Regions from separate parts of the Capra hircus genome. Here region 2 is linked to region 1. A link is a contact called in public Hi-C data. All regions are on one chromosome and are shown on one strand. The core of a region is the stretch at or near the end of the contact, and the rest is flanking DNA. Distances in the headings are between cores, read along the strand shown.

Region 1 (4,607 bases), core at 1,311-3,810:
AAATAAGTACCAGGGATATAATGATAATGTACAACATGATAAATATAATTAGTACCGCTTTATATCTAGGAAATTGTTAAAGAGAGTAAATCCTGAGTTCTCATCACAGGGAAAAATCTTTCTTCCTGTCTTTGGTTTTGTGTCCATATGAGTTGATGCGTTTTCACTAAGCTTATTGTAATACACATTTCATGATGTCTACGAGTCAAACCATTATGCAGTATACCTTATACAGTGTTATAATGTCAATTATATCTCAACAAGACTGAGAAAAATAGTACTTGATGATGAAATAAGCTACCCATCACTTGCCCTCTGATAAAACCCCACAGCACCAAAACCTCTTGTTATGGCTGTTCCATTTACTAGAATCTTTGCTCCTAAGAGCCACAAGCGGTGTGTAAAACTATCCAATTTGTAGGATCTCCCAAACCTGACATTATATCAAAATCATGCAGAAGAACCTGTGAATAGCAGATTCCTGGGCCCTCTCACAGTCTCTACCTTTTGGGGTGCTGGGGGTGTGGGGTACCTAGTAATCTGCAGCTCCCCAGGTAATTCTAAGGTGTGTTTAGGTTTGGAATACTCTGATCTATTCAAACCACTCCTTTCTAGTTGAGGAAACCGAGGACCCAGTCTCCTTGCCGGAGGTGTCATGGTTAATCAGTGGTGGGGAGCAGGCAGAGAAGTCAGGCGTCCCAGCTTCTAGGTCAGCGCTCCTTCCCCAGCCTGCACCGCCCAGCCCTGGAGATGCCTGTGCCAGCAGAGATTATGGTCAGGGAGGCAGCCACTGGGCCATACCCTAATCATGAGCGAGAAGAAATTCGTCTGAGTTGCAAAATGCCTCTCTGCAGCCAGCTAACAATTACTCGCTCCAGTGGCCCCTGCAGGGATGCTACAGTCCACCCACTGGTGGGCTTGGGAGCTCGGCCTTGTTACATGGCCTAGCAGGGCCCTCTCTACCCCAGTGACTCTATCGACTGGAGGGCAGGATCCTACCTTGTTACCTATCTTAATGGTCCCTCTTGAGAGCACTTACCTCTGACTCTGGAATCTCCAGCAAAGACCTTGAGGAGTCCTGGCCTAAGAACACTTCTCTTTCTTCCCCAGGCGTGTCTTTAGGGTGGGTTTGAACTAGGCTCCTGTGTGCACTAGAAGAGCTTCAGCAAAAGGTGTGGGTGAAAGGGGGTGAGGGTAACTATATAGCTGGGTGAGTGGGAGTGTCCTTGCTATGACCTTGAAGTATCCACCCGCGTGTGACCACCACTACTACTCCTTTTCAATAAGTATAATTGGTTATTTTTTGAGCATCTGCTCTGGCTCAGGTTCTTGGGCACAGAGGCAAAGGGAGCCACAGTCCTTATCCCTGGTGAATTCATCATCTCCAGGAGCAGGATACAGCCAAAGAAAAGAACCTGAAATGGAGAAACCTGTCAGATGCGGGACGACAACACCAGTGCTGCAGAGGATGCTGGGTTCCCATGTCACGGGAGCTCCACACTGGAGGGGCACTGATGGACCATCAGGTCCTTGTGGGTGAGGGCAGTGGCTCTGCTCTGTGCTGCCCACTCTGTGCCTGGAATGGTGATTCTAGACGCCCCGGTCCTGCTCTCACCTCCCTCATTCTAGCTTGGCCTGAGTGGCAGGGGCAGGAGGGCACAGGAGGCATGGAGACAGCCACTCTCCCCCTGGGCAGACCCTGAGGCTGGGCTCCAGGCTTCTCTGCGTGCAGCTTTCAATGAACCATTTAAATAAAACCCACAGGGGACCGGCTGAGGGAGCCTGTGTTGTCCTGTCATTAAAACTGAGACTCTGGAGTCAGGCTGCTTGGGTGGAATATCTTGGTTTTCTCATCTGCAAACTGGGGCATGAAGTGCCTGCCACATTCGGGTTGTTGTGAAGACTGACGGGACCAGGTAGTGCGGAGCCTGTGGTCCACTAGCTGTTAGGGATGAAGCCCGAGCTGACGTTACTAATAGGAGACAGCATCCTGTCCCTTCCGTCCTTCTCAGTTGAACTTTTCCCCTAAACAGTCAGTCTCAAAATCAGCACTGACCTAATTTATGCAAAGACATCCAAATGGGTCTTTCCTTAGCTGTCCATTCTCAGATCTGGAATGTGGAAGTGGAGAACATGTGGGGGACCTTCCCCCCACACCCCACACCCCTTCTCAGGTGTTGCTGACTCAGAGCTGAGGAGGGGACGGACCCTGAACCAGGCTGCGGGGAATGCCCGCACCGCCTGAAGAGAGGCCCTCGCCTGCCCTCCCCCCTTGTCTTGGCACTGCACATCTGCAGTGGGCTGAGCATCTGGCTGCATCCCTGGGGCAATGGCCACAGCTGCTGACATTTGAGGGAGGCGAGATCCAGCCCCTCAATCGGGGCCTGGGGGCTATAAATAACCAGCTGAGAGGGCCAGGGGGACAAGGTTGACCTTTGTTGGGGGGGTGGGGGGGGCGGGAGCTGCTGGCGACTGACTTCCCCCACCTCCTTGGGTCCAGAGCCAGAGTTTTAGCAAAACAGGAAGAGGCAGCAGCAGCTGCTGGGAAAGCAGGAGTGACTCCCCTCCCCCCACTCGCCTGGGGCCTGCGGATCCCAGCCAGGACCTGGGAGAGGTGGAGTCCTCTCGGCTGGGTGGGGTGGGAGCTGCTGGTGCCCTCCTACCGCAAGGCTGGGGCCTGGGCAATGGGAGGATGAGCCAGAGCAGGGCAGCCCAGTGAGTTGTGCCTACCTCCCACCCCCCTAACCCCAGCCACCTCCTGTTCCCTTTCTGTTCTTCTGCCACTGGGACAAGAGGAAGGATAGGCATTAGAAATGGAACATAAACCATGTCTGTGGCCCAGCTGGTGTATCTAGAGGCCCACCTTCCTCTCTCATCCCCTCCCAGCCCACACGTGGGCTGAGCCAAAGCCCGAGTGGGTGGGAGGATGCTTCTGGCTCCTGCAGAAGGGTCTGGCCCCAGTGGAATGATGGAGAACTTCCTCAAGAACTCTTGAGGTGGGGAGAGATCCAAAACTCTGGGGGACCATTCTCTTAGAGTAACTTGTCCACAGGAACAAGCTCTGCAGAATAAGTGCCAGCTCAGAGGCTTCGTGAAGTCCAGGAGGAAAGTCGTTATCCAGGAAATGCTGCTTCGCTCTGCCTTGCCTGGCGGAGACGCGCCACTGCCTGGTTGGTGACATCTGGTTGGACTTCAGCTGGCCTGCATCTCCAGTGGGTCTCTGTCTGCATCTGTCATGACCCCTCAGTGGAGCCACTCAGCCTAGAGCCTGGTGTTTTCCCTGCTGGGAGGGGCTAGACCAGCACGGCCCAATAGTAACAGAATGGGAACCATATTTGTAACTTGATCTTTAAAAAAGTAAAAATACACTGGTGACATCTATTTTAATCGTATATTTATTCAACCTAATATATATAAAAACATCATTCCAGCATGCAATCAAAGCACAGAATTATTAAAGAGACCATTTTACATGCTCTTTTTCAAACTAAATCCTTGAAACCCCGTGTGTATTTTACTTGCAGTACATTGTAGCCGTGTTTTAGTTGCTCAGTAGCACTGGTGCCTAGTGGCTACGGTATCGAGCTGCACAGGTTTAGAGGAGATGGCAGCTTAACCTCTTCTTCAGCCCTTCTAGTCCCTTGCTGGGGAAGAGGCTCAAGAAGTGAAAGGGAAGGCCAGTGAGGTCAACGTCCAGGGTTGATTTGCTGTAGAAGGACGGCATCCCACCTTGGCTTTCAAGCACCCATCGCTAGACCTGGGTCCAGTCCTGGTCGACAGGGAAGCAGGGAGACTGAGTCGCAGTGGGCCATCTCCCTAGATGATAGTCACCTTCTCCTCTCCCCAGTCCTGGCCCTAAGCTGAAGACAGGATCTCATTGGTAGAATCTCGTTTCCTCTTCAGGTGTGTCAGCCTCTGTGCTCCTCTTTCTCCTTCCAAACATCACCCGAAGGCCTTCAGGCAGCAGAGTTAGGGGATATGGAGTGAGAATCAAATTTGGAGTGAAAAGCAGAGTCAAGCTATGGACACATGGACTGAGGTGCTGGTGGGGCAGTCCAGGGGAAGATGAGTGAACAGTTGGTCTCCGGAACTCAGAAGAGAAGGGAAGGACCAGTAAAGACCTGGGATCACTGGTGAGAGTGGAGAGGGAACGGTCAGAGATTTAAAAGAACAAGAGGAAGTGCCATATCAGAGTCTAAAATGGGGAGAAGGTCACAAACGAGAGGGGTCCACTCGGGTGCCGTGGACGATGCTTTAAAAACACTGAAACAGGGGTGAATTAAAACTCAAAGCACAGAAAGGATTTTTCAAGGAAAGGTGAAACATAGCCAGTAAGCAAATGCGGGGGAACATTCAACCTGCTTGTTGTCTAAGTGATGCCAGTTGAAACAAGTTGAATGCAGGCACCATTTTCAAGCATTAGTGAGAATGTGGTGAAATGTACATGTTGTTGTTGTTGCTGTAACTGCTTTTTGAAATCAGTTTGGCAATATATAGTAAGAGCTAGAAGATGTTTTTACCGTTTGGCTCAATAACCCCACCCAAAATACCCTAAAACCAAAATTCGAGGTGGGGCAAGTGGAATATGTGCATAGCAATGCTCACCA
Region 2 (5,045 bases), core at 2,290-4,789, 100 kb before region 1:
CTGCTGTTTCACACAGGTATAGCGTCACTTAGGGTGGAGGTGGAGATAGGGCTATGGGCTGGGTTACTGGCTTGGGATTAGGGCTTACACTGGTATAATGAGGATGACACAGCAGAGAAGCCAAGAACCCAGACTCTGGCACCAAACTGCTTGAGGCTGGAATTCTAGTTCTGCTGCGTTCTAGCTACGTGTTCTCGGGCAAGTTATTTCACCTGCTGTGCCCCAGGTTCCTTCTCTGTAAAAGTATGGCAGTAATGGAGCCCATCTCATAGAATATTCATAAGAATTCAGTGAGTTACTTTTTGGAAAGTACTTAAGACACTGCGGGACACAGCAGCACCATGTAAGCGTCAGATAAATAAGTGGTCAGCACTCCATGCCCATCTTCTTCAAGGCGGAAGTGTCCAGACTGGCTGGAGCAGTCTTCCCTGCCTACATGCCTGATCTAGCTGACTGCCTCCCTGGGATTCAGCCAGGCCATGCCTTGGGCTGACAGTTTCTGGCTGACATCATCGCTATGGGTCTGTGTTCTTTACATCAAAGAGGTTCTTTACATCATGTCAAGGTTAACCCAGGTTCTGAGGCAACTTCACATAAAGGGCCTCCAAAGTGGCCAGAAAGGCAGAGCCAGTGAATCATCCCTAGAGAAGACCGGGTCAAGGCCACTCGTCCCTCCAAGCCCAGGGGAATGCCCCCTGAATCTTAAGTGATGCTCCCTTGGAGCCCACATGCAAAGAACTTAAGGAGAAGTTTTCAGCCCAGGAGGAAAGCTATGTCAGCTGCCTGCTCAGTTAGCCTGGCAGTACACCCAGAATCCAAAGGGAGAGAACTCAGACAAATCAGGACAACCTTCTTAAATGGGCCAGATCAGCAGAGTCCAAGGAAGGAATTCACTCCAGTCCAGCAGCTGGCGCCAGTTGAGAAGGGCTGCAAGTGAATGGTCAGCTCTGTAGAGCTCAGGAGGACACCCCGCACTGGCCCTGGCTGAGTGAACTCTTTCATCTCTATTCAAGAGCTTTGTCATCCCTGGAAACCCCGAGCCAGAGATCCTTTACACTTCCTTGTAAACCTGACCATCTGCTTTAAGAGGACCTTGGGGTGTGAGGGGATGGGGAAGGGGTGGGAGAGACTTTTCCTCATAGGCCTCTCTGCTGTATCTGTTCTGGGGACCCTCTGGGGACTAGTCACCATGATTACTTACTCCAGTGCTCCCAGCTCACAGCTCCGATCCACACAAACCCTCTGTGTACACCTCGCTCATCAGCCAGGTACCTGAATCACTGCTCCAGTAACACTCTTGCTCATCTCTCTAATTCTTTTTTTTTCTCGTACTCTATTTTGGCCTATCTTTACCTTCACAGAGCTTATCAACAAAGCTTCACAGAGCTTATCACCCACCCCACCCCCACCTCTGGCCAACAATCCCTACATGAAATGCTAAATTTCTCTAAACACTCCAAAACGCAAATGTGCCAGAATGCCCACCCCCATCCGTACTGCCCATCAAGAAACTTGGTCCCAAGCCTGGGTGTCCCCTGTATGACAGTGCTCCGCCCCTCTGATATTTAGGGAATCCTATATCCATGCTTCTCTGGGGGCCCCAGGTGCTGTTTCCATGGAGGCCTAGCCCACCAAGATGATTCACTCCCAGCCTCAATTCACCTGAAATAACTGAGGACCTAAGACTGGCTCCCATGCTATTCGTACTTGCATCTAAGTTCTGAGATGTTGGCAGAAGACAGACAGGAACCGAGCCCCTTTCTCCCACTTTAGGAAAGAAGGAGGCATCACCCACTGGACCCTGACTTCTCCATCACTCCCGCAGCAGGATCAGACCACCGGCCCCAGGGGCAAGGGCTCCACCTTGCCTTTCTGAAGCCACTGTTGCGTCTGCCCTCAGGAATACCCCCCAGGGACCGAATGTCTCCAGTTGCTCTCATCTCCTGAGACTGGGATGCCCCAACCCCACGGCCACTGCTTCACACTAACCCTGAAGCTCTACACCCTCCCTCCCTCTCTACCACGAGCTCTGTACCGCCCGGGCCTTGCTGCTCTGCCCCGTGTGCAGGAGTGGAGGTAGAGCATCCCAGCAAGTGGCGAGGCCTGGAAATGACTTCCCCCTCCGAAGTCTTTTCATTTAGTTTCTTTGGTGGTCTCCTTACCCAAAACCTCATGGGAAATGATGGCAAGACTAAAGTCTGTCTTTATATAAATTATTTTGCATAAATATTTATTATATCATATTAACATGATTAATATATTATAATACAGGTAAAATATACATGCTCTTATCTGTATTTACATTACGGGCTTCCCTGGTGGCTCAGGGGTAAAGAATCTGCCTGCCAGTGCAGAAGACTCAGGTTCAATCCCTGGGTCAGGAAGATCCCCCGGAGAAGGAAGCAGCACCCGGCTCCGGTATTCTTGCCTGAGAAATCCCACGGAGACAGGAGCCTGGTGGCCTACAGTCCATGAGGTCACAAAGAGTCAGGCACGACTGAGTGACTAAATGACAATTTATAATCACAATCATAATCAAAGACCCATTCTTGGAGACATCATTCCATGTAGGGTGCTTCTGATATATTGTCTTATTTAATACTTATGACAGTCCTGTGTAGGAACACCCTGGTGGGGTGCAATGGGTATCAAGCTCGGATTCTTTCTCCTCTGGGCAGAGGAGGCTTCCCCAACACCCCTCAGCTCAGTCTCCTCCCTTGGCACTCTCCCTGCTCACCCAGTAACCACCAGTTAACACGGCAGCACCAGCGCCTGCCCCCTGCTGAACACGTTCCCATCCTCAGCACTGGTCCCATCCCTGCACCACTAATACCTGGGGGCCTGGACCTTTCTCCACTTTAGGTCCTCCACCAGGGACGAGACGGAGTCCTCTGACCACGTGGCCTGCCTCCTGGTCGGGAGCTCTACCCCTGGAGCCTGCCCACCGACTAGGGCTTCGTAGGGAAAAGTCCCACCCAGACAGCTCACCCCTCACCCAGGTAGCAGAGGAAGTGACCAAGGGCGGCCAGGCCACGCAAACCCAGCCAGTCACAGTCCAGCTTCACACCATATGGTGGCCTTGGAAAACAAAACCTTGGTGAAATCAAGTCAAGCTGGACTAAGGGTTGTTTGGGGCTCATCTTCCAAGGTGCCCCGGCCCATCAGTCCTGCAGCTCCCCTCACACAGCCCATCTACTCCAGAGGCAACGCCTGCCTCAGACCAGGCCTGGTCTAGGGGGTCCAAGGCTTTTGGACAGAGCTGGCCCTCCCTTATCTCACGACCCTCACGCTCTCCCTCCCAGGTGCCCCAGCTCTCTGCAGGACCCCTGTCATCCACACCAGCAGTGACTTACCGGCCCAGGCCAGGCCGCAGAGCATGGCCACTGTCAGGGGTACACAGGCCCTCATGGCGTCCAGTCGGAGGCCAGAAGGAGATGGCTGGTGGGCTCTGACTAGCGTCCACGTGAATGTCACGGTTCCCAAATGAGCCTTCTGGCCCAGGCTGGTCCTTTTAAAGACATCAGACCTTGTGGATCTGGTGCCTCCAGATCCTTTCAGGAAGAAAAAAAGAGGAGGGAGGGACCCCAGATGGAAGGAGGTGGGGAGGAGGTGGGGCCTGACACCTGTTAGAAGCCAGAGGCAAGGTGACTAAGGAGGCAGGTAACTCCAGATGTTTAGAACAGGTAATGCTAGCTGTTCGTAGCTTCGAAAATAGGCCACGCAAGCAGGCACAGCAACTCAGGCCTAGTTTGGGGGGGTTCTCTGTCCAGGTGAGAACTCATGGGCTTGTCTCTGGGTGATATCCTCTAAACATCCACCTACCTGAAAGCCAAGGGCCTGACCTTCCAAGGGGCTATGACTGGCTCCATCTTTGAACTCCAGGTGCTCAGCTTGAGGACTATAGTGAAAAGATCATTATGCGTTAGACAAATAGTAAGTGCTTAAGCAAGCTTTGGGCTTCCCTCGTAGCTCAGTGGATAAAGAATCTGCCTGCAATGCAGGAGACCTGGGTTCGATTCCTGGGTTGGAAAGATCCCCTGGAGAAGGAAATGGCAACCCACTCCAGTATTCTTGCCTAGAGAATCCCATAGACAGAGGAACCTGGCAGGCTGCAGTCCATGGGGTCGCAAGAGTCAGACACGACTTAGCGATTACGCCACGACCACCAAGCAAGGTTTGGGGCACAGGAAGGAGTGATCTAGGAGACACGGGTCAGAAACAAGTGCGGCTCTTACTACATCAAGCTGCACGTAGATACCTCATCCTTGAAATATGCAAATGGGCCTCTACTCTTACTGAGTCAGCATCTCAGGTTTTACCTGTTTTAGGTTCTCCCAAGCTCCAGGTTTATGAGGCTGGGGAGGGCAAGAGGCCTCTTAAAGGCTGCCGAAGGACCACCCTTCCCCTCCTCCTTCATCCTCATCCCTGTTACATTCCTCTCCCCCATGGACCGACCCCGCAAGACACAAGGCTCTCAGGACTCCCATCATCCCAGGCCCAAGGGCAGAGACGCAGCAACGAAGAGCTTCCACGCTCTCCCCGCCAACAAAGGTAAACTCTTCTAAGTGAAATGCCCTCTCCAGAAAGAGCCCTGCATGGAGAGTCTCAGCTGTCTCAAAAAAGGAAAGTCTCATAGGAAAAGCCAAAACTGATGCACAGTTGAGACCACACTGTAGTAATTTTTCTTGGGGTAGAGTCAAGGCAAGCACAGCCTCCTCAACAAGTGCTTTTTAACAGTGGAAACTTCCTCTCTTTCAACTTCAATTTTCCTATCTTTGAAACAATGACGGGGTTATAGTTAATGATCCCTCCTAAGTTCTCAGATTCTAATTTTCAAGCTTCCTGTCCATGCCCTGTGGTGGGCAGCTGCAGTGAGTTAAGGAGAATCCCCCAAACCTCCCTGTGTGGAGATGAGACCAAACCGTGGCCCCCTGGGAATGGAGCAGGCACTTTGTAAGGGACTTGCACCGGGAACACAGTAAGGAGTAAGCCTCGCCCTTCTCTCCAGGAAGTCCGGTTAAAGGGAGTAGGCGTCCTTTGTTTGC

Evidence for each region. A called contact is a pair of places that touch in the nucleus more often than the background predicts.
Region 2: a Hi-C map of liver shows a contact between it and region 1, with 4 times the contacts expected there. The contact joins the promoter of ENDOU here to the enhancer-like site in region 1. A contact is called at or near these places in 4 of 5 Hi-C or Micro-C datasets (blood and liver).

Annotation. Positions count from the first base shown.
Region 1 is chr5:32,026,179-32,030,785 of ARS1.2, reverse strand. No RefSeq gene overlaps it. Among named protein-coding and RNA genes, the nearest start is that of HDAC7, 7.9 kb to the left of the region's middle. Within about 2 kb of position 2,560, at least 3 of the 5 cell types and tissues checked have an H3K27ac peak or open chromatin away from gene starts, as enhancers often do.
Region 2 is chr5:32,130,588-32,135,632 of ARS1.2, reverse strand. It overlaps ENDOU (poly(U)-specific endoribonuclease), which reads right to left and starts at 3,539. Exons shown (of 9, transcript XM_018047884.1): 1 at 3,354-3,539. The coding sequence starts at 3,408.